2 separate regions of the Sus scrofa genome follow, and region 2 is linked to region 1. Evidence: chromatin contacts called from public Hi-C data. All regions are on one chromosome and are shown on one strand. The core of a region is the stretch at or near the end of the contact, and the rest is flanking DNA. Distances in the headings are between cores, read along the strand shown. Region 1 holds the start of C2CD3 (C2 domain-containing protein 3). Region 2 holds the start of XRRA1 (X-ray radiation resistance-associated protein 1).

Region 1 (3,008 bases), core at 188-2,687:
TCAGCTTTCATTCTTAACCTAATGGCCTAATGCACTATCACGAGTCCTAATACTGCTTTGCCTATAATATAAATAGGCAGACTCACCCAGGATTTTTTGTTTTGGTTTTTTAATATGTTTTTTGAAGCAGCCCTGTAGAGATTCAGTTTCGTTTCCTGATCTGTCCTGGGTTCCCAGGGTGACTGTTCTTGCTGCAGCTAACACTTTCCTGGTCTCTTGGTGAGCTTGCTTCTCCTTGAGCATGCTAACCTGATAAGGTTCTCTTGCTACACACTCTTTCATCTTAAATCCTTCAGAGAACTTCATGCCCTCACAACCCCGGCAACCCCCACCACTCCCCAGCTTTTCTTCCTTTTCCTTCACAACTATCCTTTCGCTACTCCCAGCTGTAGCCCTGGATGCTTTATGATCGTCTCACCTTCAGTCATTCAACTAACATTTACTGAGTCCAGCTTTGTGCTAGTTCTTGGGGATTCGGCAACGTATTAAACATGACCCCTGCCCATTAGGATCACTGCTATACTCTCCTCTACAACTTATTTTTTTTCCAGTCCCATGTGGCCTGCAAAACTACACCCTCCCCACCCCCATCCCCAACACACGTCTGACTTTATCAAAAACACTCCTAAATCATGGGGATTTAAATACAGCACAGTGACTACAGTTAATTATAGTGTATTGTCTATTTGAAAGTTGCTAAAGGGTAGATTTTAAAAGCTCTCCTCAGAAGGAAAAAAATATTTGTAACTATGTCTGGTGATGATGCTACCTAGACACGAACTCATTTCGAAATATATACAAATCGTTATATTGTACAGCTGAAACGAACAATGTTATATGTCAATTATAATCTCAATTTTTAAAAAGTAAAAAGCAAAACATTCCTACAATTTTTTTTTTTTTTCCTTCCTCTAGAAGCGTCCCCTTTTAACCCTCACTTCATTTACTCATTTTTGCCTCCTACTTCGGCCACTATTTCCTTTCCATTCGCAGGAGAGCCAAACGCCCTGTCTTTTCAATCTTCTGATTCCCTGGTTATTCTCCCTTCTCCAACCCCTTTTTAAAAAACAGGCGGCTGTGCGTATGGGAGGGGTGGGGGTGGCGGGGAGTCTGCCTAGAACGTCTGGCACCCTGCTCCCCTAACTCCGCCCTACCACTCTGCCCTCAACCTTTCGTTACCTCTCTTCCCGCGGCTGCGGCCGGCCCCAGGCCCCTGGGCTTTCCGTTGTTTCATGGCGAGCCCGAGCTCCTCTTCATCAACTCAAATCCGGCCACAGCACCCAAGCCGTAACCTCCCGCCATCCCTTCCCACCGCGCTTGCGTTCCCCAGCAACTGGCGCCGCTGGGCAGCCTGGGAGGCAGGAAGAAGCGACTCTTTCTCTAACAGTCCCCGGGAAGCCATGAGAAAGAAAGGCGGCATACTCCTTCAGACCAGGAGACTACAACACCCAGAATGCTTTGCTACACTACCTTCGCGGGGTTGGAGACGGTCTCCTCCAGCTGCGCAGGCGCAAAGGGATACTCCCTTTGAGGACTCCATTGCCCAGGGTGCATTGCTTTCAGGAGCACTTCTCTTTCCGTCTGGGATCGTGAAGTTCTCCGCTTGGGGTCTGAGGGGTCCGAGACTCCGTTACCCAGCTCCCTTTGTGAAGTGCTGTTGCGCACTTCCGGTGGAAGCGCAAGGCGAGGGGGTGGAGTCTACGGAGCCGGTGGGCGGTGCTGCCGGTAGCTGGGTGCTGTCCAAAGGCTACAGGGCGTCGCTAGGGGAGCGAGCTGTGACCGGTTGGGCCGCTCTTAGCGTGGGACGGAGCTTCGGCTACAGTTCGGCTACCTGCGGCCTCCCCTTCATGTCGGCCCTCGAGAAGAGCATGCACCTCGGCCGTCTGCCCTCTCGCCCGCCTCTCCCCGGCAGCGGGGGCAGTCAGAGCGGAGCCAAGATGCGAATGGGGTACGTGACCCATACCCCTTCTCCCTAGAGGCCAGGCCCCGGCCATTGGAGAATGGTGTCTCTGCGCGTTTAGGGCGGCACGACCAGGAGGGCTCAGGAGGGGAGAAGATGTTGGCGGCGGCCTGGAGACGTTTAGATGAAGTAGGAGGTGGATCTGGGGACTAGGGGAGGCGCCAAGTCAATGGAATTGGAGGACAAATAGTATTGGAGGGAGGGGAATGAGGCAAAGATTGAAGAGGCTGAGAGGATCGTGTAAGAGAGGTAATGAGGCACCCCCAGAAGAAGGGGTGGAGGAGGTTTGAGAAAAGGGAGATGAGCGGTGACAGAGGTGGAGGGAAGTCTGCCAGGGAGGGCTGAGAGAAATGGGAAATGACAGAGAAAAGTTGAGGGGAATTAGAAGAACCAGGGAAATATTAGGAGGCGTAAGAAGACTGTGAACACTAGGTGTTAGAAAAAGCCGACGGAAAGCGAGAACACCTGAGGCAGGGTTGGAGCAGACGAGAGAAACAGGGAGCAGAAGGTTCTAGAGAGAGTTCCTAGAGGTGTAAGAGGCAGATTCAGGGAGTGAGCGGGCGACTTAGAGATTGGGTCTCTTGAGGGGTACCGCGCAAGTGTGGAGAACAGGCCAGAGGAAAGATGGAGAACACACTCCAGAAGACTGTTGGGGTGAGATGTGCGGGCGGGGATAAGGGGAGGAGGGCTGAGGGCCTTAGAGACTGACCAGGGGCTCCACAGACGGAGAGATGACTAGGAACAGGGTTTAGGGAACGCAGGGCTGCAGAGCTAAGTCCAGGATGCATAAAGAGGGCGATTTGGGCAATTGATTTTTTCTGGGCTAATACATCTGATGGAAGCTATGTTTGGGTCTGATAAGATTCAATTAACAGAGTATGGAGTGTAGCCACTTAAAGTGTTTTAGGGGAAACCTTCCTTTACTGGGTTGGGAGGAGCTGTTTGCTTTGGGAGTTTTAGGTTATTGAATGGCTTGTGCCAGGTTCGGGGGTATGAAGGTGTAGAAGAGAGAGTATAACGTGTTGAACATGGGAGAGGTAGTTATTTG
Region 2 (3,008 bases), core at 341-2,840, 770 kb after region 1:
TGATTGTTTACTGAACTAAATGGAATCGTGCCCACAATGCTATCTATGGAGCTCTTCATCCTGCCTGCAAAGAGGGGCGAAGTAAGGGTCAGGGAAGGTTTCACAGGGCAAGTGACATTAGAACTGGGTTTTGAAACACAATAAATTATAAAAGATGAACAAAAAGCTACAGGGGCATCTGACTGGATTGCTTCACAGAAGTGAAGAAATTGCACCTAGTACTTTAGTAATAATGATGACCACATGAGTGTTGGCTTCATGAAAACAGGTATTTTGCCTGTTACTCAGCGATCTGTCCCTCATGACCAGAACAGTGACCACTCCAGAGTATGTACTCCATTTGTTCAGTCATTTGGACACATATGAGGAATTCATGGGGACAAAACAAACAACTAATAATGCAGTGTACTAAATCATAGTGTATTAAGACCTGTTATATGATAACTCTAGGTCATTAGAGTAGGAGTTCCATGAAAGTAGGGGACAGGATCCCCTAGGATTCCTCGGTACAGTTTCCAGTGATGTTGGTGCTCAACAAATACTTGTGTAAACAAAAGCAATAAAAATCTATAATATTATTGTGTCCTAAAGCTGTAAAAGCAGAGTGGCAAAGGTGAGTTAGGCTGGGATCTGGGATCCTTTACTGGAGTGCCTGCACCTGGACAGACATCGCCTTGAGCAACAAAATACAAAGAAACAAGAAGGAACAAAACATAATTGCATGCAAGCACAGTTGAGGCAAATTATGAACAATAAAACACAAAAAGGCCATAAGCCAACTGCCACTTCTGAGGTGCCAAGAGTGAGGAGGGTACTGGGCATAATCCCAGCACCACCAAGGCAGTAGGCAGACCACCTGAGCCATCCCTTCCTCCCCTTCTTTCATCTCATTTAAGGGACCAGCTTGCCTCCTTCCCTCAGGGAGCACCTGTTTCTTATTTTTGCTCCATAGCATTAAAGCAGGAGTCCCAATAAAGCCTCACCTGAATTTCTCATCTGGCCTCTTACCATTTTCTATTGATTAGAGGGTTCAAGGACCCCAGTCAATGGCAAAGGGAGTATAACACGGGTTTGATGTAAAAAACAAAAACAAAACAAAACAAAAAAACCCGGCTTCTAAACTAGGTTCTGATACATGCTCTCTGGCCTTAAGTTTCTTAGTATCCTCCTCTGACTGGTCTGTTACGGGACTAAATGAGAGCATGGCTACAAATGCAGATAGAAGACAATGAATGTGAGTTCCCTAAAATACGAAAACAATACTAACAGCTAAGATGACAGTCACCAAAGAACCGGTAAGGGCAGTAACAGGGGTAGAAAAGGATTAAAGACAAGCTCCTTCGCTTCTTTGGGAAACTCTACATATGAAACTAAGTTTCCAGCCGCACCTGCCTCCGGCGTCGCTTCCGCCTCCGAGGTTTCCGCGGGGGCGACGTCCCGGTCAGGCGGGCAGCTCGGCGAGCCTCCCGGGGATCTCGGAGTAGCTCCACGGTGGCGCTTACCACTACCTTCTCCAACCCTTAGTAACCGCGACGCGTTGGCTGGCCGAGTAGGCGGCAACCGATGGCTGGAGCTTCTGATTACTACAAGTCCCAGCAAGCCCCGCGGCCACTTCCGCTGGCAACCTCGCGTCAGCCAGCCCTGAACTACGGGTCCCGATGTACTCCGCGCGGCACGCCACGCCGCCAGTTCCAGCCAATCAGCTTCGGACAAGTAGGAGGGGAGGGAGACGCACAGGCAGGAAAGATGGCGGCGGCGGCTGCTCAGGGTGGGAGATCCGGTGGTGGCGGAGGCAGTAGTGGGGCTGGCGGCGGTCCCAGCTGCGGGACGGGCAGTAGCCGTAGCGGCTTGTTGGACAAGGTGAGGAGTCGGATTTTGGGGACAGCCGAGGCCTGGGGACTCCTGGGAGGCGGCGAGCCCACCATCCTCTCCCCCCTTTTCTTATGCGGCTTCTCTAGGGGAGTCCTCGTTTGGCCCACCTCGGGGACCCTACGGGCCCTTGTATTCAGCTCTCTACGCACCTCAGACTCGGGCTCTCTCCTCTTTAGGACTTCATTCCTTTTTGGTCCTTAACCTCGGCCACTGCTGCTACTTAGGATAATTTGATTATTTCCACATTTCCTGCGGCCCTCGCTTTTCCTCGGTGGTACTCGGGGCCACTGTTCAGTGTGCCCGTTTCACCGACAGGGAAAGCTGAATCTCGACTAAATGAAGGCAGCTGTTTGAAGTCAGTGGTGTCCAAACTCCCCGCCACACTTGAGTTTTGCTACTGATTCTAGAGTGCCTTTGGCCTTTTGCTTACTAAAGTTTCTAGGCGTTTTGTTGTGATACCCCGAATACTGAACTTGACCTACATGCTGACAGGAAGCTTTTAAGATTTATCTTTTTTCTCTCGCCTTTTTCACCCAACCCCCTACCCTTTCCCCTCTCTTCCTGCCACCAAGTGCCTTAGGTGAATCAGATTCTTGAGCTTGCTGCCTGTTCACTCTTCTCTCCCCCCGCCCCGCCCATCCAGTCTTTCTCTGTTTCTCTCTTTCTTGCTTTATTCTTTTTTAAATGCAGTCTTAGCAACAAGGGCTTAAAAAAAAAAAAATTAAAAAAAAAAAAAAAAAAGGAAACTTCTTCTCGGGGTAGGCCCTTCCTGCCCTTTGCATAGCATTTTGAAAGTAACAATTGTGTAGAGATCTGGGTCCTAGTACTGGGCCTGCGTCTAATTAGCTGTGTGACCTTGAAATATGCTTGTTTTCCCTGTGTCTTGTTTCCTCATTTGTAAAATGAGGGAGTTAGTCTTCATCCACCCTAAGGTTCCTTCCAATTCTCTCATTTTAGGGCCCTGGGCCAGTTTGATAAGGAATGTTACACAGGGGGTCTTTATTTTAATAGAGTGAAAAATCAGGATTGTTTACTTTAATTGAAAACAGCTTTCAGACTTCTCTGTGTGTAACACATGGTAGGCAAACATGAAGTGTGGACAGTCTTCAAAGGCAGTGATTACTGAAAAGTATACG

The links. Hi-C and Micro-C count contacts between places; a contact is called where the count stands out from the background.
Region 2: a contact with region 1 is called in a Hi-C map of liver, with 9 times the contacts expected there. The contact joins the promoter of XRRA1 here to the promoter of C2CD3 in region 1. A contact is called at or near these places in 1 of 5 promoter capture datasets (liver) and 2 of 47 Hi-C or Micro-C datasets (liver and skeletal muscle).

The regions. Positions count from the first base shown.
Region 1 is chr9:8,511,406-8,514,413 of Sscrofa11.1, forward strand. C2CD3 (C2 domain-containing protein 3) reads right to left here and starts at 1,438. Exons shown (of 34, transcript XM_021062487.1): 1 at 1,180-1,438. The coding sequence starts at 1,234. It overlaps PPME1 (protein phosphatase methylesterase 1), which reads left to right and starts at 1,386. Exons shown (of 15, transcript XM_003357190.5): 1 at 1,386-1,948. The coding sequence starts at 1,401.
Region 2 is chr9:9,279,103-9,282,110 of Sscrofa11.1, forward strand. XRRA1 (X-ray radiation resistance-associated protein 1) reads right to left here and starts at 1,591. Exons shown (of 19, transcript XR_002335534.1): 1 at 1,389-1,591. SPCS2 (signal peptidase complex subunit 2) reads left to right here and starts at 1,415. Exons shown (of 5, transcript XM_003482563.4): 1 at 1,415-1,860. The coding sequence starts at 1,564.